6 separate regions of the Mus musculus genome follow, and all the other regions are linked to region 1. Evidence: chromatin contacts called from public Hi-C and HiChIP or PLAC-seq data. All regions are on one chromosome and are shown on one strand. Each heading gives the region's core, a stretch centred on a gene start, on an enhancer-like site or on the middle of the called end of the contact. The rest is flanking DNA. Distances are from core to core; before and after follow the strand shown.

Region 1 (3,983 bases), core at 572-3,071:
AATTTCAAAAATAACAAACAACAAAAGACAAAAGCATAAATGAGCAAACTATGCTAGCTATATCGACATTCCCAGACAATTAGAGTGGCTAACGCTGGTAGTCCTTACTACTGCTCTTTTTCTGACCTCTATACAATTGCTTTTATTTATCCTACTGAATTTCTTGTTTATTTTTAACATTAGCCCACAATGCAATTTGCGTTATGGCCTGCTCATACCTGATTTGTTTCTGTTCATTCCTCCAGGCCGTGTACCCTTTCTCCCCTGGCAGTTACCTTCTGCTTTCATGTCACAAATACTCTATTACCCCTTCCTCCTCTTCCACACAATCTCAATGTCCTGTCTTGTGGCTCCCTTTTACCTTCCGTGCCACCTGTGGTCAAATCTTAGTGGACAAAAGGAGAGGCTGCTGTTTAGTTGCTAGGGTGCTTGATTGACCCCTGGCAATATATAAACGATGTATGATGGCACACGCCAATCATCTTAACCTTAGTTCTCAGGAGGTAGAGGTGGGAGGGTCAAAAGTTCAAGGTCATCTTTGGCTACCCAGTGAATTTGATATCAGATCTTATCTCCAAAGGAAAAAAAAAAGTCAAGAACTTTTCTTATTCTGCTCTTACATAAAGTATGAACGTCCAGTCAGTTTCAGCACAATAACAGATTTCCTGGAGTTTTTATAATTTAATAAACACATCCTTAGTACAAGTCTTAGTTAAGTGACTGTTTCATAGAATGCTGGTCTTTCTCAAAAGATACTTTCTAAGAACTATATTCTAAATTAAAATAAGTGTGACAGAGTTGCTTATACAGTGTGATCAAGAAAGCTGATCTTTGTGGTGGTGAACAATTCTAAACAAATGGATATATAGAGAGGTATTGTCCAAAACAACTATAAAGCAGCCACATATGTTGATTTCTGAGTAAGCAGAAAAGAGTGAGCATTAGGCGTATTAATACTTATAATCTTGGTGGAGAGCTAGCATCCACAGGCAGAAGATATAAAGTATCTACATAAATTACTTCATCAGTGCTGTAGTCGATCCCTATTTTAGATAGTTGATGAAAAAACAAATTTTAGAAATATTTCTTCCCACTTTGCTAATAAAGATGGGTCCTGCTCCCTAGGCATTTATTTGCTTGCCTTTCCCTAGACCCCACCCAGCCTTCCAAACTCAACAAATTTCTGGTGTTGATCGCTCTCTGCTCATAGTAAACAATTGACTTTGTGCTCCTTTTCAGCTATGCAGAATTTAATAAGCAAACAAGTACCTATCTGGGAAGCGCAAAGCACAGACTTCAAAGATCCTGTAATCTGATATTATTACTGTCGTTCTGTCTCGAGGACCCAAATTGGTGTTTTCATTATTTCCTATCTCCTCCATGTGACAGATTTGGTTTTTTGGCGCTCCTGACAGCTAAATTAATCTCTCTCCAAATATTAGACTGGCTCTTTGTTATATCCCGTTTAAGTCACTATGCCAAATCTTCACAGGGTCTCTAAAGTGCTTAGCTTGCTTTTCCAATGGGTTCGCTTCCTCTTCCCCACTGTCTCACAGGCTCTCCTTTCTCTTCCTTAGGTCTTTTTTTTTTTTTTTTTTTTTTAAACTCTCTTACTTATGAGGGGGTATTTAAATTCCAACCCGGAACTTGGGATCGTGCGCCTTGGATGACGGGAGTCGTAGTTTCTGTGACTTCTGGGTAACCGCCTTTCAGGCCGATCCCTGCCCTTCACGAAACCCCACAAATCCCAGAATGCACTCTGGCGGGCCCGCCCCCGGTGCGCAGGCGCCCTGGGGCCGCAGGATTTGAATCGGCGGCGTTGTTATTGACGCCATATTGGGGCCGGCGGCGGGTGGCAGAGTTGTTCCGTGGAGAAGAGAGGGTCGAGTGCATTGCTTAGCTCTGTACGGCCGGGCTACCTCGCAGCTCCCGCGCGTGGCCGCCACTCACGAGCTTCCGTCTGCACCGGCGTGTCGGAGATCGCGTCTGGGTCGCGCCACTGGCCGGGTCCACTTCCGAAGGGAGCGGGTCTCCGCGCAGGAGCCCCGGCGCGCTCAGCCCGAGCGCACGGCGGGGGCGGCCCGGCCTCTCGGGAGCGGCCCCGAGCCGGCGGCGCGACCCTCGCGCCTCGCCCGCCTGCCCTGTCGCGGCTCCGCCGTCCCGGGCCCCACACCCACCGGGCACCTCGGAGGGCCCGTTTGCCCCCGTCCTTCCCGGCCCCGCCCGAGCCGAGCCTCGGCCGCCCGCCACCATGGCGTGCGGAGCCACTCTGAAAAGGACTCTGGATTTCGACCCGCTGCTGAGCCCCGCATCTCCGAAGCGGAGGCGGTGCGCGCCTTTGTCGGCGCCGGCTTCGGCTGCCGCCTCCCCTGCCGCCGCCACCGCCGCCGCCGCCGCCTCGGCCGCGGCCGCCTCGCCGCAGAAGTATCTCCGGATGGAGCCTTCCCCCTTCGGCGACGTCTCTTCCCGGCTCACCACAGGTGGGCCTCGGCCCCGGGGCTGCCGGGGTGGGCTGCGGCCGGGAGCTTGGGTGCGGACACAAAGGGAAGGAAGGGCCTGAACCGAGGTGGGGGTGGTGTCGGCAGGTTGGGTGGGTACGAGTCGGGTTGGCCGGCATTGTGGGGGTCCCTCATTGTGAGGCAGATCATTTGGGGCTAGATCCCTAGAATCGTTTCCTTATGTAGAGCCCCAGCGGAAATGATCAGAGAGGGTGATATTATTCATAAGTCAGGCGAGAGAAGGGTCACATTTCACCCGAATCTCCGGGTCTCTTGGGCTGAATCGATTGGTTGCAGCTATTAACTCAGTGACTGAGTGGTTTGAGGCGAGAAGGCAGCCCCTCCTCCATTTTAGACTTGGCTGGTTTTAGTATAGAAGGGGTGGGGTTTGGAGGGGGATGGATGTCACTGGGGCGAGTTGTAGGCCTGTCATTAATCACCCACAAGAACGCCACTTTGGCTGAGTCAAGACCTGTTTCCCTAGCAGGGTCAACAACAAAGCAAATGTTCTTCCCGAGTACTGTAATGTGATCTCACTATGCGTCCAGTCCTTAAGAGATCCTGAACTTTTAATGAAAAGGAAGGTGTACTTCAAATTGAGACTGACTAGTTTATTTGTAAATGCTTTAGTTATCCCAATGAAGTATGTTGGGAGAAAACAACCTAGCCTCGAGAGTAACGAATAAATCAAGATTCCAGTGGACTTCAGACTTGAAGTCTTGAAACATTTTCTCAAAGTGTCTGCCGGATGGACCTTTGATTGCTTTTGTATACTAAATGTGTACCTAGGGATTTTTTTTCCCCCTCTGCATTTGGAAATCTTTGTGTGCCTTCGGCACAATCTTAGGGTAAACTTTAATGGACTTGAAGTGTAAGTCTGTTTCTTTTGTGTGTGGCATGCAAGAGTGTGTGAGCCTGTGTGTGTAAGCCCTTAGTGATATCATCCTTAAAGCCTTTGCTTAGCTTAAATTTTTTTTTTCTCAGTAATTCATTTTAAAAAGATGGGAACTATAGAGTTCTGTATTTGGTAACATCTATATGAAATTGACTGTACCATGTGTGTTTTTTTAAATGTCACATTTAAATATTCATACCCAAATCCATGGAGAACCTCAGTTACCTAGTCTGGCTCTTAAATTTTTGATATAACGTAGCCAAAAGCTGTTTTATGAGTTGCAGTCACTTTTCGTAGAAATTCCAAGACGTTTATTTAAGGATCATACCTAAGCTGCCCTCCCCCACATATGTGTATAAAGGCACTCCTGACCGAGTTGTTAGAGGAATGGCTCTCAATCTGTGGGCCGCGACCCCCGGGGGAACGCTCCGATATTTGCATTATGATTTATAACAGTAGCAAAATTACATTATGAAGTAGCAACAATAATCATAGGGTTGGGATCATCACTGCATGAGGTACTGTGCTAAAGGGTGGGCTTATCAGGAGCGCTGAGAACCCCCTGCTTTAGTCATTACTGTAAAACAAGG
Region 2 (3,983 bases), core at 1,027-3,526, 890 kb before region 1:
ATAGCAAGGTATCATTAGGAGTCATTTCATTTACCATTCCCCCCCACCCCTGGCCCCCCTCTGGTAGTGTTTGGTTCTATCTGGAAACAACCTAGATGTTCCTCAACTGAAAAATGGATAAAGAAAATGCTGTGCATTTACACAATGGAGTATTACTCAGCTGTTAAAAAAAATAACATCATGAAAAATTCAGGCAAAATGGATAGAACTAGAAAAAAAATCATCCTGAGTGAGGCAACTTAGACCCAGAACAGAAGACAAACATACTCTGGTCTCACTCGTAAGTGGACACTAGCTGCAAAGTTAATGACAACTATGCAACAATCCACAGACCAGAGAGGTAACAAGGGGGTCTCAATGGGGATAGGGCGGAGACATACATCTCCCTGGGAAGGGGAAGTAGAGTAAATGTCACCCGTGGACTGGGGTGTGTGGGAACAGGAACAGAGGGGTCAGGTGGGGAGATAGAGGGAGAGAATCCTGGAAGAGATGATTGGAATTGGGGGCCAATTTGGGGGTAAGGTAGCAATCTAATGCAATGGAAATTCCTAGGAATCTAAGAGGGTGACCCCCTAAGTAAGACTCCTAGTAACAGGGGATATGGAACCAGAACTGGCTGTTGCATTCTGTCTAAGCTCCACCCCACAGTTACCCTGCAACAGCCAGATAAACTCCACCCCACAGTTACCTGGCAACAGCTAGATAGGCTTGACCCACTATAAAAGGTGCTCTCTCTCTCTCTCTCTCTCTCTTGTTCCTTTCTTGCTCTTCCCTTCTTGCTTCCGCTCTGTCCCCTCACCCCTTCCCCATTCCCTTTCCCCCTCTCTCCGGCTCGTGGATGGCCTCTACCTCTCTCTCTCTCTCTCTCTCTCTCTCTCTCTCTCTCTCTCTCTCTCTGCCTTTCTCTGCCTCTGCTACTCTCTTAACTCCCCTCCCCATGCCCTGAATAAATTCTATTCTATACTATACTTCTATACTGTATCATCATGTGGCTGGTCCCTCAGGGGGAAGGGATGCCTCAGCATGGGCCCGCTGAGACACCCCCTTGCCCCACACCTCCATAGGACATATCCCCTCCTCTCTTTATCTTTTTATAAACACAACACTGGCCATCTTCTGTATCCAGGCAAGGCTTTCAGGGGAGGAACTGGGACACCAACCCAGTCACAAAACCTTTGACCTACAATTTGTCCCGTCTGCAAGACCAGTTGGGGTAAAGGTGGCACAGAACTTGTGGGAGTGGCCCACCAATGACTGGTCCAGCTTGAGACCCATGCCATGAGAGGGGGCCCATGCCTGGCACTGCCTGGAGGGCCAGGAACCTGATGCTGAATAGCCCAGAGACCTAGCTAAGAATTCTTATCCCCCATGGATTCCTGTGTCTGTGCCACCATCCACGGTGAAGTCGTTGCCACAGGTAAATATCCAGAATTGAAAGGCCCTCCCCTTCTCAGTTCAGTGATAAGCAGTTAACACTCCTATTTGCCTCTTTCCAGGTTTCCTTTGCTTTCTTGTTCATTTGCCCAAATGTTTTCCATTTGCTTGGTTCATTGACTGTGTTTTCGTGTTCCTGCCAGTTTGATGGTACTGGCTACTCAAGCACCATGCAGCAGCTTTTCCAGGAAGACCTAGAGGAGCTTAGTCCTGGGTGGCAGACAGGTCCCTGCTACTCTACTGGCTGTGAGAGGAGGGTGAGGTGCTGAGTATTTCTCAGCAGTCAGGAGAATGCAGATGGCGCCTTCACTCAGTAGGAGGATGCAGATGGAAGGCAGAGCGGAGATTGTCGGAGATTGTCGCTGTTCCCCTTGCTCTCAGTCACACGTATGCACGCTTCGCCGTTATTAGATGTTCGAGTGCAAGCACACCCCTCCCAGACACGCCTATGTCTCTGTAAACTGCACAACGATCTTCCTGCATTTCTCTGGCAAAGGAAGAAGCAAAAGATGAACTCATTCTCCTCCTCTTTAAAATAGAAAATATCCACATTGATTTCCTCTGACCACAATGTGTGTGTGTGTGTGTGTGTGTGTGTATGTGTGAGATCACTGCAGAAAAAAAAAATCCAACAAAACAAAACAAAACAAAAAAAGGAGTGAAAGCCTGTTTTCTTTCTCCCTCTCTTCCACATCAGAGCACCGTCTTATAGATTTTGTTATACATTCCCCAGAAGTTTTCTGTTTGTACACAAAAGGATACTTGCCTTCATGTTTAAGACTCCAGGCTAATGCACTTGACTGGTGTGAAGACAGGGTTAATGGAGGCTGCTTTCTTCCTCTTGGCAGCTCCAGGTTTGCTGCTGTGATGGGTGAAGTAAGAAGCAGCTAGTCAGAGAAGCTGCAGCAGCTTTAAACAACAGAGTGTGTGAAAGCCAGGAGAGGCACTGTAAAATGACTGGGGAGGGGGGAGGGGTGTGCACGCTCGTGTTTACAGACATGGAGTGCTTTCATGGCTCCACCCTGACAGTGGGTGGCAAGGCCAGGGTGTGTAGGAACATGAACATCCCTTTGTCTGCAGGCCTGGCCTCCACACCTTACAAGAAGAGCCCCAGCTCTTTCTAGCTGCCTTCTTGCTAAAAGGTCATTTTGTCTCGTTTCTCTTATGGCCATTCTGGTCCCCCTGACATGCTGGTCTCAGCTTTGATCTACAAGCCCAGGGCTCTGCAGGGAGCCCAGGCATTGGTAGTGAATACTTACTTGTGTCAGGACTGTCTGGTTAAGCAGAGCGCTGGCAGAACTGTTGGTGTCAGCATGCCACTTTGGGCAATCTCCACTGAAGATTGCTCAAGGAGTGGGCTCCCAATTCTGTGCATTTCCCGAACATTCTTGGCTGGCAGCAAATGTCTTGGTAATGGGAAGAGCCCACAGCAATCAGAAGCCGAGAGCTGATTGCTCTTTAAGCCAGTCTGTCCTAACATTAGCAGCAACCAGGGGCCTGCTTGACTAAGAATGCAGACCTCGAATAATGCGCGAGACTTAGCCCTCACGTATGTATCAGAGGAAGATGGGTTCTGCAGGATTCACCTATAAGAGCAGAACGGGGCATCTCAGATGCATCTGTAGGGGTCAACTCAGAGATTGCATCCTCCGTTACTGCCACACCGATCTCAGAGCTGGCCTCTCTGCTCAGTTATGCTCATTCTTAATGTGAATAATAATTAAGTGTTGATTCTGTGTGGGGTGGCGCCTGGATCCCAGCCTTCCTTCCATCTGGTAAGCCTCACTCTGAGCCCCAGCTTTTGTTGACCGTGGAAGGAAAAGAAGCCTCCTGAGTGTCAGTTACTCCTCCTCTCTGCCTGAGCAAGGTCTTGGACCCCACAGGCTTCAAGAATATGGCTGGACAAAGGGGAAAGAAATCATATTGTCCATATTTGAGCCAGCAGCCACAGGCTCGGGGCCAAGTGCAGCTTTTCCTAGACATGGAGGAACATCTTTCTGCACTACAACCAACCCAGTGTAGTGCTTGCAATCCAGGAAAATGTACAGGGGTACACACTGCAGTAATTCCGTGCTTTTCTTACTTCCTGTCGTTAATTTGGGATGAACTCACATATTTATTCCAGGAACATTGAATTTTGTGCCAGAGAGTTAGCGGAGGCCTGGGAGCAGCGCAGTCAGGATGTTTTGCTCACAGTTGGTACTGAGGAGTGACGGAGGTGATGGGTGGGACCTAGAGGTGTAGCAGAGGAACCTACATTCAGCCAGTGGGTGTGATAGGGAGCCTGGGGCAGAGCTAGAGATTACAGATGTGGTCAAGCCTTTAAGGGACTCACTCATGGTTTCCTGATCTATTTAACAAATATTACAGAATGGAGATTTCATTTTCTCTGAGATGTTGGGCCAGGATGGTGCCCACATCCTAATCTGCAGAACCTGTAAAGAGTTCTTTATGTGACCGAGATGTGATGGAGTTAGGATTCTTCAGAGGGGGAGTTTATCGGGTGGACCCTAAATATCATGGTTTGCATCCAAGAGAGGCAGAGGGAG
Region 3 (3,983 bases), core at 1,102-3,601, 800 kb before region 1:
TCCCATACTGAGCCATCAAGAGGGCCAGATAAAGGTTGTGCACAGCAGATCTGTGCTACTGGAGTGGAGCCCAAGCTTAGGGATTGGGCATCTTCAGTATCTGGGTTGCATGAGTGTGTCTGTGGAGGCTCCATTTCTGTCTTCCAGGGTTTCTACTAGACGAAATCCTTTGAAGCATCCACAGACAATGCAAAAATGTAAAACATCTACAGCAGGCATTCCCTGTAAACTCAGAATGAAGCGAAAGTGCTCTCTAGTTGCTTCAGTCACATGTGAACACCTTGCATGCCCCTCCCTTACTCTCTTTCGCTTTCTCTCAGCTCCCAGATCCCAACCCTCTCTGTTAGACCCAACACATACTTGAGTTTTTTTCTTCTTTTCCTTCTTCTATTTTTTTTCCTCAAGAATAAATTTCAACACTCTACCCATCTTCACTCCCAGGCCCACCTCCTCCCACCCGATCTCTTGTACCACAAGCAAGGAACTAGACAGGTCAACCCTCCTCTTAGTACTTTCAAACAAATGTTAGTTTATTTTGGAGAAGTTCTCCTCATGTAGCCCAGAGTGGCCTCACATTTGTGGTCCTTTTTTCTCAGCTTCCTGGGTACTAATATTACAAGTATGTGCCAGCACGCTTGCAAGGACAAGGTTTCTTCAGTGAGCAGGATCTCAGAGCCAAAGATAATGACTTCCTAATTTTTTTCTTTTGGCTGTTGTTCCAGTTGAAGGATGTCTTCAGTATCAGGCCATCTTTTCTGTCTTCTTTTCACTCTGCTCCTTCCCTTCTGAGGATTCAGGACCTGGATATTGCTCCTGATTGCTGTTAGTTAGGGGGAATGGGAGGAAGAAACACTCCTCCAGTCCTAAGTACTTTGTCTGGGAGAGAGCTGGGCTAATGACACTTTTTGAGACTTGAGATTGTGCGCCTGAAATTGAATGTGTGCAGTGTGACATAGCTCACAGGACTCTTTGACCAGTCTCTCAAAATTGCAAGGCCATTTGGGACGTTCTGTGAGTAAGGCACATTTCTGCCTTCTTCGGTAATGTTAATGTCTTCTTCATTTCTTTCAACACTCCCATCTCTGTCCTATGTCCACCCCTGACTTGTTTCATCAAATGTTCCTCTTTTTATCCATTGTACACTCACCCTCCTATCTTATGTAGAAAGCAGAAGTCCTCACCTCCCAGCTAACAAACCAACAAGCCCTGCCTCATCTACTCCACTTGCTTCATTTTCTTAGCCAGATCTTTTCTTTCCACACAGGCTCTCAGACTTTTCTGTACCTTCTTGACCCAACGAACTCTCCAGCCATTTCTAATTATTCTCTGTTCTTCACCATTCCCCAGAATGGAGCTTTCTAAGTTTCAAGCATCCATCCCAGAAGTGATCCCAGGGAACCTTTGTCACACTCCCCACTGGATCTGTTTGCAGCTTAGGAGACCCCTCTTAAGTCACTCTCAGCATCTGGGAAGTTGTGGGCTCTGGTGATCCTCCTGATCCTCTTTCTCAGAGCTTTTTGCCCTCTTTAGATGGCTCTGGGAATTGGCTTAACTTTTAAATGGGCCAAACCTCTGCAGCAAAATGATGCAGAAACTGATCCAGACTGGACTGGCACTCTCTGAGTCAGACCTTCTATATAGTTTTAGTGTTTAGAACCCTAAAGTCAGAGCCGAATGGCACTCACAAGAAGCTAAACATTCCTTTTCTCTTCTGGGGAAACATTTTTAGAGCCCCAGAGAATACCTTTGTGACCAGCCATAAGAAGAGGATCAGATTTTCACATGAGGAAGTTGTTGCCATAGTTTAACACTTACCGAAACTAGATTAAGTCGTTGGAAGAGTTTTAAAGTGTACCACTACCGAAAAAGTTTCTAGATTTCTTTGAGCAAAATAGTGGTAGAAAAATAAACGTTGAATACCCAAACACTTTTATTGGAAACTGGGGAAAAGTAAGTAGGTATTTGTTATATGTAGCAGAAATTGACTCAGCTGTTTTCTACAAGAGAGCAGATCTCAGACAGTGAATTTGAATCTCTACCTAAGGAGACATCAAAGACAACTGGTCTGTAAGTTCTGTTCCATATAAAGCATAGAAGATGATTTTGTCTATGGAAGAGGAGGAAGCAATATGGCTACAGAGGCAGAGATTTTAGTGTCTGTACAGATGCAGCCAAGGAAGGCCAGCAGCCTCTAGAAGCTGGAAGACGGAAGGGATGGATTTCCCTGCAAGCCTCCAGAGGGATAAGCCTTGCTAATGCTTTGATTTCTGGCCTCTCACACTAGAAGAGAATCAATTCTGTTGCTTTAAACAACACTGTTTCTTTGCTTTCATTTCCAGTGGGCAGCCCCAGGAGAGGAAATGAATCATGGCTTCCCCAGAGCCAGCAAGAAAACTCAGTACTAAGCATTTGTCCTCCAAAGACAAATCCCAAATACTTTCTGCTCCTTCTCCATACCTTTTGTCTGTCAGTGGTGGCCACCTCTTCCATCTTTGCCCTCAGCACTTTGGATGCAGGTACTGCATCTATATCCATCACCTAGATATCTTCAGGAAAGAGAAGAATCAACTTAAAGGAAGAGAACTTCCCTCTAGTCTCAGAGGTTTCTATCCATGGTTATGTGGCTCCATTGATTTTAGGCATGTGGCAAAGAAGAAACACCATAACAGAAGGACACAGTAAAGAAGGGCACAGCAAAGGGAAGCTGTTCACCTTGTGCAGACAGGAAGGAGGGACGGAGGAGTAGGAAGAGGGGGGGGGAGGGGCTGGGGTAGACCCCTAGTAGCCTTCTTCTAATCATCCTCTGCCTTCTAGTAGACCATTCAGTTGTAAACTCATCAATGGATCAATTCACTGATGAAGTTATCGCCTTCACGATCCAATCACCTCTGAATAGGACTGCCAGCTGAGGACCAAGGCTTTAACACTAGTCTTGGGGGGGGGGGGCTGTCCTCATTCAAAACCGTAATACATGGTCCTGCACTTTCTGGCCTCCCTTTTATTTTTTCCTTCTCAGTATCCTGGTATTTTATCCTCCACTAACTAGCTCATTAGCTCTGGGGTCCTGGCAGGGCTTGGCTCCTGTGTCTTCTTCTTATTTTTCCTTCTCTTGCTCTGTAGACTTTGAAATATCTGTCTATTTCCATTGGCTCAGTATAAAACCATGGACTCCCAAATTTATACTGCCAGCTCAGATTTCTTTTTTAAGCCTCAGATCTATATTTACAGCTGCTTGCTTTATATTTTTTACTTGGATGTCTCATACTTGTCAAACTTAGCATGTTCCCTCCCCACTCTCACCCCGTGGCCCCTCATCTAGTGTCTCTTACCCTGCCTTGTAAATATACTCTTCCTTCCTTGGTTGTTCTTCTATGAGTTTCCCTGAATCATGCCTTCCTTTCATAATCAACTTCAATCCATTTCCAAAGCTCAGCCCTCCCGCCTATCAAATGTATCACACTGGCGCTCTTTTCTCTGGGCTCACAGCCATCATCCTGGTCTGAATTATGATCATCGCTCCCATGGGCTTCAGCAGCAGCTTCCTGTTTCCTCTCCTTCACTCCTTGTTCTATCCTTTTAATCCGAGTTGGGGGTTGGCATTATTAAGTCCTCAGACTCAACCATGAGACTTCTTACTTTCAATTGCAACATTCTAAAATAAAAATCAAAAGTCTTTAAAGCCCCGAAACTGTTGTGTGGGTCTCATTGCTGTTCGGAGATAAAGGACTTAGTTTGTAAACTGTCAGGAACATGGCTAACTGCCACTGCTCAGTTGGAAGTTCCTTTCAAGGCTTATGTTTCTCAGCATAATAGTTCTCCTTCTGAGGTAGCCTTAATGTAATGGCTGACTGATGATTGGGGAGGGCGATATAGAAGCCCAACTTTTCATTCAACTTGATCAACATCAACTGAGTTAACGTGAAGGGTCAACGTATACCATTACAGCATTACAAAGCAACTCATCTCTTTGCTCTCTCCTGCTT
Region 4 (3,983 bases), core at 692-3,191, 730 kb before region 1:
CCATTCTAAGTGTATGCAGCCTTTCACATTGCAACCTGATTTTGGTTTGCACACACAAAATTTGTACCTGAGAACCTTTTGCAAAGGGGTTACACACACACACACACACACACACACACACACACACACACAATTTCACACTATTGTATATTTAATTTTTCAAAATCTAGTTTATAAGGGTATTTAAATGTTTTAACTTCCCTTCTAGCCCACCACCCACCAGAAGTAGTAAAAAAGGAACAGTCTTAGGGCAAAGAGGATGTGGACCTGTTTAGAAATCATTTTTTGGGGTGATCCCAGTATTTGTTGCCAGGATAGCAGCAGTTCAGTGCACATGAATGAGCAGGGGTAGCTTGAGATATTCTCAAACACCATTCACAAATCAGCAATGACAGTTTGATCCAGAAGAAACTGAGAGCCTCTGCCCATCCGCTTGAGTACACAGAAACGGCAAGAAGCTGCCAGAACATCCCCAGAAGTTCTTTGGTGAGTTTCTCTCTACGAAGTCATGACAAATGATGATCAGCAAAGAAGGCAATGCAAACCAATGTCACAACATCATCAATGAAGACCAGCAAAGAGTAGCAGGGTAAACCAATGCCACACAGCATTATCCAATGTCTGTTGGGTTATATCTGTACACTTTCCAAACATCACATGTTCTCTCAAGCATCCACTCTAACAAAACAAACACCACATGCCCTTTTGCCAGGCAGCTTCCAGAAAAACACACGTCTCTTCAGAGCAAGGCATCCTCCCACGTGTCTGCTTCAGCAAAAACATCCCCTCATGAGACAGTGTCCAGAGAAACATCACATGACACAACTGAGTCTCCAATAAATCAGAAATTCCCACTTCAGATACAATTTTGCATTGGGCTGCATTCATGGTGGGTCACAGATTAGACATGCTTGCAAATGAAGTGGTATTTATAATCGGGGTTCAGGTCACCTCCTGAGTCAAGAGCAATCTCTGTAAGCCAAGAAAATAAACTATTCAGAGATGCTGTCTTCATTTAAAAGGCTTACCTCAAGGTGTGTCATTGGGAATATACTTATTTTTTAATTGGTATCTACATAATTGTTCACTATGATATTTTCTTCAAACCTCTGTACCAGATATACCTTATATCAATCCTGTAACTAAACAGAATGTCTGACATTTCACTGTGGCTCCACCTCCAAGAAACTCTGCAACATTTCTGCAATTAGTGTGAGATACTCAAAACTCCAACCACTGGAACAATAGAAGAAAACGAAAATCAGTTGTATTGAGCAAGGGATAAAACCAAGAAGACCTTGGCTGGTTGATACTGGGTGACAGGATTGTATGTGGCAGCTGCACTATTTGATCCATCGTGAGATCATGAGCAGGTTACAGGAAAGACCTTGTGTTCTTTCAGAAGCCATTTAGCAAGAAGTAGAGAGGAATGGAGTTGGACTATGACAAGATAATAGATTTCTCTGTCAGGAAGAAAAAAAAAGTATATGCAGTCATTACTTCAAGGAACAAAGAATGAAAAGAAGACCTTTGTTCTGGAAAGCATTTGTAAGAACTGCGTTAATCCTTAAGCAAAAAGCCATGTGTGAGACTATCTGAAACATGGTCTGACTCCAACTCTAAAGTAACTCTGTTATGTGATATGTATAAGATCTGCTCCCACAGTTCCCACTAACTGCTAGAAACTGGTCAGTTGGAAAACAGCAAAGTTGTATTTTAGAGAAAATAAAACACTTAACAAGGAGAGTTCTCACAACGTCCATAAAAGCATGAACCTCACAGAGACATCTTTGTGTTGGAAAAAAGAAAAAAAAAAACCTGGCCTTGAAGAACATCGGGATAGAAAGAGGGTAAGGAAGGAGGCAGACAGTTCACAGGGGACAACAATGTGCAGACATCTGCAACTGTATTCAACCCTGACAATGCACATATGCACAACAAAAGAAACAACAGTTACTCCCCAGATGCTCTGCGGGAACAGGAAGGCAGCAGCCTCTGGAACAATAGCTGCAAGTGTGACTGGTCAGTTTCCTGTGACAGGTTGTTAATTTGCCACCTGAGAATTCCTCACAGTCTCTGCCTCTCGTTCCCTTCTTGGCAGTGGAGAGTCTAAGTCGATTCAGGGTGATTCACCAAAGAGGTGATTTAGTGTCAAGACACACGTGGGGTCAAGGCTCCTGCTTCAGAGTTTGCCACTCTTCCCATTGCGTGGTGACAGGAGAAAGCAGTTATCTTATAGTACAAGCAGATACTATGAAAGCAATTGATTTGACCCCTGCAGGAAGGAGAACTCTTCCTTCTCCTTAAAAAGTACATATTTTTAAGGGGGACATTGAAGGAGCAAATCTTAGGGCAGAAAACAGGTAAGAGAAAAATTGGAGGAGAGGTCTGATGCTATTTCACATCACCTCTCATGCAAGCCCCATTATCCCTGTACACATAGTATTTAATTTTCAAAGATAACTATTACAACATACAGTGACATACAAGGGCTGGATGGTGTCAGATATCTTTGTGTGATTCTAAAATTTCATTTCTGCTATTTGGTAAATATTTCAGCTATCATAGTCACCAGAACAGAGCAACATATGTTGTGCCTTAATATCCAAATGCACACGATTCAGGAAGATTGCTACCAGGTTCGCTCTGATCATTTTTCTTTGATTTGATAACCTTTCTTGATGCATTTTTAAAAAATGTTTTCCCCTTTGGGTGCTGCCTTTCTAAATATCCATGTTATAACCGCTTCCAGAACTCACTGATTGTGCGTGACAGAAAGGACCTTAAAGGAGATTATGCATAGCTCTGATCTAGCCCAGGGCACACAAATCAAAGTTCCCTCTGTAGACAAGACACAGTGAAATTGAAAGTAACTACACTTTATATGGAAATTAACTGCTTCTAGAATGCACAATAGCTAAGCATATATCAAACCAAAGACAATGAACATATGAAATATATTTCTACATTTAGGCTGCTCTCCTCACTCTTTCTTCATATGTGTGTCTATACATACATGTCTGCTTGTATACATGTACATGTATATATGTATATATTTCTCAGTGTTTTCTCCTGCATATAAAAATTAAGCTTATTTTTAAAGCATTATTTTGTGTATAGTTGGTATAGTTAAAAGAATTCAGAAAATTTCCTTTTAAAATATTTCACTGAAACATTAAAAATAATTAGGACCTGAAGCACTGATTCAAAACACATTGTGTTCCAAATGCCTTTTGATGAAATAATTTTTTTTTTTGAGACATGGCTTCTATAGCCCAAGTTGGTCTCCATCTCTCGATGGGTGATCTTTCTGCCTAAGTCTCTCAAATGCTGGAATTGCAAGCATGAGCCACCATGCCCAGTTCTTTTTAATACCATGGCTCTTCTTTCTTTACTCAGGCTTGAAAGACTATTCCCATCTACTGTGCAATTATATATGGCTATAGCTTTGCTCATTTTCACAGGGTTTCAACATTTCTCTTTAAGCACCAGATCCCTTGATCTGTGCCTCATTTTTAACTCCTTTGTTAGATGGGTCCCCAAGATTGTGGCTATGTTCATGGACATCTTTATTTTGGTTGAGAGCAACAACAGGGAAAGACTCCAAACACCCAAGGGACCAGCAAAGACAACATGCTTGGACTTCAGGGAGGGAGTCAGAGGGTTAGTCTCTGTTTGAAGTGCACACACTTGCACAGGGGGAGGTGGTAAGTTTGCAATACCTCATCAGAAGTCTGACATAAGCACACCTCAGTTTAATTCTCTAGATCTGGTTTTTGGTTTTTTCTTTTTCATTGCTTGAGAAAGAATATGAGTCTTTACATTCCTATGATTTTCCTGCTTGTCCCTGACCATGCACTTGGACACATTATCATTTGCTTTGTCTCTCATCTCTTTTTTATTCTTCCCCCTTCCCATCTCCAGCTAATCTCGATCTTAGCATGTGTAACCTGAGCCCTCCGATGGTATCAGTCTGAAAGATC
Region 5 (3,983 bases), core at 870-3,369, 610 kb after region 1:
TTACTCCCCTGAGTGGGAGAGGAAGGGTGCCAAAACTCAGAACTGGGGGTGGGTGGGTGGGGGAAGGATGTTTCCGCATCTCCTAGACAGTCCAAGGTTGGCAATTCCACAGGAAAAATTGGCAAAGGCAACATTTACAAACCTGGCAAGAGGCACAGGTCCCAACAGGTGTATACCATCAAACCTCCTCTAGTCGACCCTCAGGTGACAGTTCCGGTCGCTGCGGACTTTGGAAGGTGACTTTACTCTTGCCAAGATTGTTTAATAAGTAACCCACACAGGCTAACTGCTCTAGAAGCAAGCACCTAACTTATTCCAGGAAACCCGACCTGCTATAGTCCAACAGGCGCCCCCCTCTGGAGAAATAGGGGCTACCCCAAGCCACCTGTTCTCGGGCAGATGAAAACCAAAACAGTGCTCTGGCCGCATCTGCCATTTGGACTGCGTAGTCATGGCTTGCTTTTTCTGCATCGCGGCGAAAAATTTGGGTCTTAAACTTGGAGCCTTAGGTGAAGTCAGAAGCCCACGAACATTTCACAGCGAATCACGACACCACCATTTCCAGGCAAAGTCTTTAGCCTTCCCAGGTTAGCTTTAGTCTCCACTCTTTTGTGGTCAATGGCCTGCCTGCCCTTAAAATTTTGCCACCCCTGAACTTTCCGTAGAGATGAGGTGCCCTGTCTCCGGCCATCGCCCGGGTTGTGGGCCCTCCATATGCGTTTAGCTCGCCTCTGAAAGTCCTTTGGACCCTCTCGCAGATCTCCTAGCTTTCGAGAACTTTGCCTCCAATCTCTCGTTTCAGATTCGCTGGGGATAAGATCTGAGAAATGCGCCCTGGGCCACAAGCAGCCTAGGAGGCGGGCTCAGGAACAACTTTCCCTCCGCCCTCTAACCACAAGCCCCGGGTGGGGCGGCCTAGCCAGGTCCCGAACTCTGTCCTTCCCCAGCGGGGATCCCGGACTCGAGCCTGCGCAAAGGCCAGCGTGAAAGGCCCCGCGAGCGGCGAAAGGGACTTCCTTCCCCGCTGGAGCCCCACCAGATGTTAAGAGGCGCAACAATAGTGGAACCGCAGAGAAACAAAAGGCCATTCACTGGGTTACAGGAGAATGGCTCTGTCGCCCCGTCTCTGCGGGGAAGACTTGCAGAGGGTCTGAAAGGGGGCTGGAAGAAATCTGAGTGGTCTAGAGCCTCTGCCACGCTCCAGGAGGCGGGAACCGCTCTTTACCATTAACAACCCCATCCTGGGGGTCCAGTGGTGGGGAGGAGAAATGAAGGGAAAGTTTAGTTTTCACCTTCTCCGGTGCAGAAAAGGGAGGAGCAACGATCCCAGATGTTTGACAGTTGTTGGTCCAAAAGTTGAGCAAAATTTACTTATTCTTAATACCTCCCTTGATGAGGCATAGGTAGCCAGGGAGGACAAATCGAGACTGCGCTGTAGCCCTCCCTACACAGCCCCACGCCGAGCCTGCTCTGGGATCCAGGAGCGTTGCCCTGTTTAGATGCACTTTGTAAAAGTTTCTCTTCCCGCCGCTTCAGGCCGACGCGCACCCCACCCGCATCTGAGATTCAGAATGGGTCCCGGGTGAGATCTGCACCCTTTAGGGGGAGGGAGGGGGTGTATTTCAGATCAAAGCCACAGACCCCCTGGGTGGGAACTGGACTCACATTCCAGCCCGGGAAGTGCGTACCCGGAGGCAGAGGAAAGCCAAGAAGCCCGTACTGCCTAAACCAGACTCCAACCCCGGAAGCTCGCGGAGGAGGGGTGAGGACTGGGGTCCGCACGACTGATCCTCCCTAGGTGTGCCCCGCACCTCGGCCCTCCAGGACACAATCCGAAGCGGGAAGCTGCGACTGCGCCTCCACACCACTCTTGGAAGGATCTCTTACCGTGGGGTTTTAACCTTCTGCCTAGGGCCCTGCTGGTTTCCTTCACGCCGGCAGCAGTTTCTGGAGCCGGAGAAAAAGAGTGAGCTCCTCCAGCCAGAGCAGCGATGCTTGCAGATTCACGCGAGGGGTTTCTGACCAGCACGCGTGACTCCAGATGCAGCGACCACGGCTCTGGTGCGGCCCCCACATGCACCCAGCGCGCCGCGCAGCTCGCCCGGGCGCCACTGCAACTCACCGGCTCAGAGCGGAGTCCCCTGGTGGCCTTCTCTGGAAAGGCAGCTACGCGGGGGCAAGAGGAGTCCTGTTGCCCTTAGGATCCTCTAATCTCCACAAGAGCCTGAGACAATGAGCAGTCTAAGTCTCTCAACTTTGGTCCGCTGCCCAATGTAGGTAGAAAGATGTCAGAGTAGAAAAGATGCTGCTGTCCTGGTTGGTCTTTGTCAACTTGACACAACCTTGATATATTTAGGAGGGAATTTTGACTTAAAAAAAAAACCCCTCATAAAATACCCTATTAATAAGTCTGTCCAGCATTTTCTTGATTAATGACTGTGGGTTGTGCCAGCGTTGGGCAGGTAGTGCTGGTGGGTATAAGAAAGCGCCTCGCGTGGATCTACAAGCATCGCTGCTCCGGCTGGAGGAGCTTACTCTTTATCTCCTGTCCCAGAAGCTGTTGCCTGTGAGAAGGAAGCCAGCAGGGCCCTAGGTGGAAGGTTAAAATCCCATGAGAAGCAAGCCAGCGAGCAGCATTCCTCCATGGCGTCTGCTTCAGTTCCTGATTCCAGGTAACTGCCTTGAGTTCCTGTTCTTACTTCCCTTTGCGGCGGACTGTGCATAAACCACATAAGCCCTTGCCTCCTCCAGTTGCTTCTGGTCATGCTGTTTTATCACAGCCATAGACACCCCAACTGAAGTCCACAAGAGCTTTTTCCAAGGCATCCAGAAAGGGCCAAATGACTTACGCTTCTCCAAAATGTTCTGCCAGCTGTAAAATGCCGTGGACTGCCTGAAACACCTTGGAAAGCAGCATTAAACCATGACAAAAATGCGTGGAAGTCGTAACTACCTCGCCGGGTGATTATGAGTAAACCAATTATGAGACGTACTCTTAGTTCTTGGGAGGAGTCTTCAAACATGAACTGAAAGAAAAAAAAATGAGGTGGATGTGTCAACCTGCTTTTATTCTCCTATAAACATCTTGATGTGTGCCGGCTGGGTAGTATCAAATGACTTGATTAGCGATCACATTCCGTAACTTCTGCTACACGTTTGAAAGAATGAAAGTAAATTAGGTGAAATTTAGGAGATATATTTCCATACTCGACTCCTGTTAGCCTTTCCATCACAAAAGTCTCTCTATATGTGGTGCCTTACTTGGCTCACACAAATGCTTGGAAAACTCCTGCTACGGGGCCTTAGCACTTGCTATGCTCCCTGCCTGGGACAGTCTTCTTAACTGTTCAGTCACATCATGGCTCAGAGACTACCCTTTTCCCTCCATTTCTTTCCTCAGAGGCCTCCCTTTCAACCCCATTCATCCCCCCCAAGACATCCCTTCTCAGATACCCCACTCCAGTTTTCTCTATGAAATGTATCACCATAAGACACACACACACACACACACACACAAATACTGCTTTTTGCTCACTCCCTATATTAGTGTTCTATGGGGGAAATAGCCAAACTTAAAGTTAAAACAGCTGAAGACAAAATGAGCAGAGCTGGAGAGGTGGTATAATAGTTAAGAGCACTTGCTGCTTTTCCAGAGGATCCTAAGTTGGTTCCATTATCCGCTGCCAGCAGCTCGCAGTCACCCATAACTCTAGTTTCAGCAGATCAAACATCCCTCGTCTCCTCCACAGGCACCTGAATGCACACGGTGCACATAAACGCATGTGGGCACATGAACACTCATAATAAATTAAACACAATAAAACAAAAAAACCCCAGTATAATCTTATGTGATGGCCATGGTCCAGCCAGGTTTCTCTCTCCATGTGAAGGTCAGCTATTTAGCAAACTCAGTACCATCTGCAACTGAATTCCCCTTTAGCATGTAATATGATCTAGTCACAGGTTATAAACATATACTATGT
Region 6 (3,983 bases), core at 600-3,099, 560 kb before region 1:
CTGCCTTGCCCAGGTCGTTCTCCTGAGCCAATGGCACAGCTCTGCCTAGTTATGCTACAAGTATTTCAAATCTAACATGAAAATTGATAATCATTAATATCTGTTAATCATGTTACCAGGAAAATCAGTGCTCCCCCTTTGAGTTCATAGTCTCAATAATAAAAAAACATTTTTTAAAATGGACTTTAGAAGAATGTTGAGAACCATTTTACTAGACGTTGCATAAAAACAACAGAGAAGACACCCTGTAAATCTTGGTAGCTGCTAGGAGAAAGGAGAGAGATGGAAGCCATGCCTCCCGAGTTAAGGTCCAAGAAAGCTTAGTTTCACAATAGAGGTCAGCAAGAAGCTACATAGCTGGAGGGGAAGATACCTTGAGAGAAAGCCTGAGAAAGCCTGGTGTATAACCTAGGCTTTTTCCATCATGAAAAACCAGGGGCCAGTTCCAAAGCTCTGAACTGGAGGGGACTGGAGTTTCATGCAGGCCCTCACCTGTAGCGGGTGCTCATTCAGGAGAAGAGGGACACCATAAAAATCAGGAGCCCCCTTCTGGGATCCTGGCATCTGCCCAGGACAGAAACAGACATTTCTAGCTTCTGACCAAGAACAGGGATTAGAGTTGTTTGCTTTTAGGGCCCCAACACCTTAAATTGGCTGCTTAGCATCCCTACCGCCTATTCCCATAGGTCACTTACTTCCCTTTGAGTCACTCAGCAAATGGCATCTACAAGAACTTCAGGGAGAAGCTTGGATCAGCATTGCTTTCCACATTTCCTCCAATCAGGTCTCTGAGTTTGCTTCTCTAGTGACACTCCCACCCCACCCATTTCTGTGTCTGTTTCTGTCTCCTGAGTTCATTACTTTTCACATGGATTCCTACAAAAGACTTAATACTATATTTCTTGGTTCTACTCTCTAGTTTAGCTCCATAATCCTTATAAAAACAACTTTAATAAGCAAAACACTGTTGCTACATGACATTCCAATGGCTCCTCTAGGGACTTTTGAGTAAAGTAAAGCTTTAGGATTAAATTTAAATCTCTTTTAAAATCAATGAACTACCTATCTCCATATCCTCATCTCTCACCTTACTTCTTCCATGTTCCAGAATGGTCAGCATTCTCAAATGCATGCTGTCTCTCCTCAGCTTTTCTGTTTCCACTGTTTCCCTAAGAACATCCAATTGACTGTCTTCTGCTTTGGGAACCATTCTTCCTTAAAGCCGCTGGCTCTTCTACACTAGCATATTATGTGCCTTTCATGCGCTAAAGCACCAGGATTTGCTATCACATTATATCCACAGGGTTTATCTATCTCATTACACCCACAATGTCCATTTATACACTTGTCTTTGTTTTCATCTATAGATTATTTTTAATTTTGCAGTCCAGGAAAATAGTAAGCATGGTGCAGGTTAACACACCTACAAGCTCACGGGTAAATGAATGAAGATGAGAAAAAAAATCACTGTGTATGAGGAAATAAAGAGCAAGAAACACACGAATGCTCAGGTATCATTGCAGAAGAGGAGGTGGGAAGATTGTAAGATAAAGAGGCTACAGGAAAGCAATGTCTTCTGTACACAGCAGGGCAGGGGCACATATGAACTCACAGTGAGTGTGACAGCATGCCCAGAAAAATTCAAATCCCCAGTACAAAAGGGGCATAGAGTTCACACCTAGCTGAGGAACTATTGTAACTAACAACTGCTATGAGAACAAGAGTTGGTTCTCTTTAAGGGTTTAGCTTGGGTAGGTTGACCATGCTTCAGTGGAGGACCAGGAGTCAAGCGTGTATGGACAGCATAAGTTGGATTTTATATATACATACACACACAGATATACGTATGTAAGAAGAGAATACAATGTTAGGTAGACAGGAAACAGGATGTGGTTCTGAGAGGAACTGAGAGGAACGTGTAAATGCCATCAAAATACATTGTATGAAGTTCTCAAAAGACTAATAAGATTGCAAAAGAAATAAATGAAATCTTAATGTGACCTTTTAAATTAAATAAAGACAGCTACTTTTTAAACATATGACTCAGATGCTAGAAAGTCTGGAGTCAGTATTTGTCATAATTGCAACCTCTTGTCTTGGAGGAAAGCTTCTAGTCACAAATCCCAGTACCACTGCTGTCATTTCCATCCCCTGTAACCTGTTTTTGAATTCTTTCATAATCACAGTGAGCTGGCTGCTTGGTGTGCTATATGTGACCATAGGAAGCAATGCACTGTGGGCTTTGCAATCAAACAGATCTTGGGATCAAGCTTTGGCCCTGCTGCCACTTCTTTGCCGTGCATTGTTGGATAAGCTATGAATGTCTCTCAACTCCAGTTTCATCATCGGTGAAGCTGGGATGATCACGGGAGTGCTGTGATGAAGATAATCCATGATGCTTTCCTCATCGATGATAGTTTATAGGACAACGGTTATTGTTATTGTTTCTCCCATTGCAAGCACATTGGCAGAAGGGGAGGTGGTACAATAGATAGCAGTAGTAGCATTTACATGTCCAGTATCTTTAAGGAAGTGAAATGCCTACCACATTAGTACTTGTTCACTACATAGCTTTTATTTTGATTAAGAACTCCAGATAGCTGAGTTTTCTTTCACTCTTGTATCATTGTAGTTCTTTAAATTTATCTTTTTTTACGTCTTGTTTCCACTTACCTTGCCTTAGTCTTACAAGTTCTCAGAGTTTCTATACACTGATGTCCCCATTTTAAAGTGATGATGAGGTTGATGACAGTGGTGGTGGTGGTGGTGGTGATAATGATGATGTTGACGATGACTCCTGCCGTCATCATCTTTGTACATAGACAGACACATGGCCCTGTTTTTTTTTCCTTTCACCAGTATAGTTCATTTTCTCATCCATGAGTTGACAATCATTAGTCCTCTCTTCTTAAGTGTTACAAGGATAGTTGAGGGTTAGAAGCTAGGCATTTGGGACAGGAAAGCTCACAGGCAGATGGTGGCATCCAATGACAAAGAGAAAGACTGGTGAGATGCCGATCAACAGGAGCACAAGGAAGCAGAGAGGGTTAGTGAGACTGAACTGAGAATATCAGTATCTTGGGACTGTGGGCATCAGAAATGAGCATGATTCAGGTGACCTAGAATGTGGCATACTGAAGCCATCTTACTAAGTTGCTGTTTGTCTGTGTCTTGATATCTAGTAGTATGCTTAGTATGAAATTGGGTGGTGCAGAGTTTGGCATATGTTTAGATTATAGTATTGCCTTGGTTAATTGTGCACTTGAACTGAATGAAGCTTTCTTGTCTTTTTGATTACTTTAAGTTTGAACTCTGTTTTATCAGCCATTATAACAGTGATGCATGCTTCTTTCTGGTCTCATTTGTTTGAAATACGTTTTTCCGTCCTTTAATCTTTAAGGCGCTGTCCTTTGAAGGTAAAATGAGTTTCTTATAGACCACAACAAGGTGGATTTTGTTCCTTGATTTGTCTAATTAGCTTATGTGTTTAGATTGGGGAGTTGAGACTAGTAATATTTAAATTTGTTATTGAAAGATACAAGTTATTTGCTCTTGGGTTTTTTTTTTTCCTGTTTCTGTTCTTAGTCCTATTTTGTGTTCCAGTAATTAGAGCTTCATTTGGTTTCTTTCTGTGGCCTCTTGACTATCCTTATTTTCCTCTTCAGTCTGAAGTATTGTCTCTGGTCTTCTCTGTAGGGCTGAATTGGATAGTTTTACTGGATTTAGTAGTCTGGTTTGGCTTCTGTGGTATTGGATCCTTTTATATGGTGTTGTGTGTTCTTATATCTGTATGGACATGCTTTTTTTCTTAGTTTGAGAACATGTTCTACTATGATCCAGTTGCACATCTGGTCTATGCTGTTGAGCTGGGATTCTTCTATACCTAAAATTTGTAGATCTGGACCTTTTGGGGGTATTTCAAAGTGTCTTTATATTCTTTTTACATGCTTTCTAAAAAGCATTTTCTTATCCTTAGACTGAGA

What was found. A called contact is a pair of places that touch in the nucleus more often than the background predicts. HiChIP or PLAC-seq counts read pairs in DNA pulled down with a chosen protein or histone mark.
Region 2: an H3K4me3 HiChIP or PLAC-seq map of forebrain shows a contact between it and region 1, with 12 times the contacts expected there. The contact joins the enhancer-like site here to the promoter of Akirin2 in region 1. A contact is called at or near these places in 1 of 39 promoter capture datasets (hippocampal neurons) and 7 of 115 datasets of contacts at active chromatin or transcription factors (craniofacial prominence, embryonic forebrain, embryonic midbrain and 4 more).
Region 3: a contact with region 1 is called in an H3K27ac HiChIP or PLAC-seq map of the NIH/3T3 cell line, with 4 times the contacts expected there. The contact joins the enhancer-like site here to the promoter of Akirin2 in region 1. A contact is called at or near these places in 4 of 39 promoter capture datasets (the 3T3-L1 cell line, 3T3-L1-derived adipocytes and hippocampal neurons), 2 of 484 Hi-C or Micro-C datasets (bone marrow-derived macrophages and uterus) and 10 of 115 datasets of contacts at active chromatin or transcription factors (the NIH/3T3 cell line, astrocytes, bone marrow-derived macrophages and 6 more).
Region 4: an H3K27ac HiChIP or PLAC-seq map of epiblast stem cells shows a contact between it and region 1, with 4 times the contacts expected there. The contact joins the enhancer-like site here to the promoter of Akirin2 in region 1. A contact is called at or near these places in 4 of 39 promoter capture datasets (the 3T3-L1 cell line, hippocampal neurons and second pharyngeal arch cranial neural crest) and 5 of 115 datasets of contacts at active chromatin or transcription factors (embryonic limb bud, embryonic midbrain, embryonic stem cells and 1 more).
Region 5: an H3K27ac HiChIP or PLAC-seq map of thymic regulatory T cells shows a contact between it and region 1, with 4 times the contacts expected there. The contact joins the promoter of Mob3b here to the promoter of Akirin2 in region 1. A contact is called at or near these places in 2 of 39 promoter capture datasets (hematopoietic stem and progenitor cells and pre-B cells), 3 of 484 Hi-C or Micro-C datasets (CD4 T cells, embryonic stem cells and pre-B cells), 5 of 115 datasets of contacts at active chromatin or transcription factors (embryonic stem cells, microglia, pancreatic cancer cells and 1 more) and 1 of 9 other capture datasets (liver).
Region 6: a Hi-C map of CD8 T cells shows a contact between it and region 1, with 2.5 times the contacts expected there. The contact joins the enhancer-like site here to the promoter of Akirin2 in region 1. A contact is called at or near these places in 2 of 39 promoter capture datasets (the 3T3-L1 cell line and the C10 cell line) and 1 of 484 Hi-C or Micro-C datasets (CD8 T cells).

Annotation. Positions count from the first base shown.
Region 1 is chr4:34,548,794-34,552,776 of GRCm38.p6, forward strand. Akirin2 (akirin 2) reads left to right here and starts at 1,822. Exons shown (of 5, transcript NM_001007589.3): 1 at 1,822-2,480. The coding sequence starts at 2,252.
Region 2 is chr4:33,661,400-33,665,382 of GRCm38.p6, forward strand. No RefSeq gene overlaps it. Among named protein-coding and RNA genes, the nearest start is that of Gm32955, 61 kb to the left of the region's middle. Within about 2 kb of position 2,277, at least 31 of the 459 cell types and tissues checked have an H3K27ac peak or open chromatin away from gene starts, as enhancers often do. A contact at or near this core is called in embryonic forebrain, forebrain and hippocampal neurons, where this site is marked.
Region 3 is chr4:33,744,215-33,748,197 of GRCm38.p6, forward strand. No RefSeq gene overlaps it. Among named protein-coding and RNA genes, the nearest start is that of Gm33059, 35 kb to the right of the region's middle. Within about 2 kb of position 2,352, at least 17 of the 459 cell types and tissues checked have an H3K27ac peak or open chromatin away from gene starts, as enhancers often do. A contact at or near this core is called in the NIH/3T3 cell line and bone marrow-derived macrophages, where this site is marked.
Region 4 is chr4:33,822,105-33,826,087 of GRCm38.p6, forward strand. The region is part of intron 3 of Gm33059 (a long non-coding RNA gene); the gene reads left to right. Among named protein-coding and RNA genes, the nearest start is that of Gm33008, 25 kb to the left of the region's middle. Within about 2 kb of position 1,942, at least 24 of the 459 cell types and tissues checked have an H3K27ac peak or open chromatin away from gene starts, as enhancers often do. A contact at or near this core is called in epiblast stem cells, where this site is marked.
Region 5 is chr4:35,155,365-35,159,347 of GRCm38.p6, forward strand. Mob3b (MOB kinase activator 3B) reads right to left here and starts at 2,120. Exons shown (of 4, transcript NM_178061.5): 1 at 1,888-2,120.
Region 6 is chr4:33,987,067-33,991,049 of GRCm38.p6, forward strand. No RefSeq gene overlaps it. Among named protein-coding and RNA genes, the nearest start is that of Spaca1, 61 kb to the right of the region's middle. Within about 2 kb of position 1,850, at least 29 of the 459 cell types and tissues checked have an H3K27ac peak or open chromatin away from gene starts, as enhancers often do. A contact at or near this core is called in CD8 T cells, where this site is marked.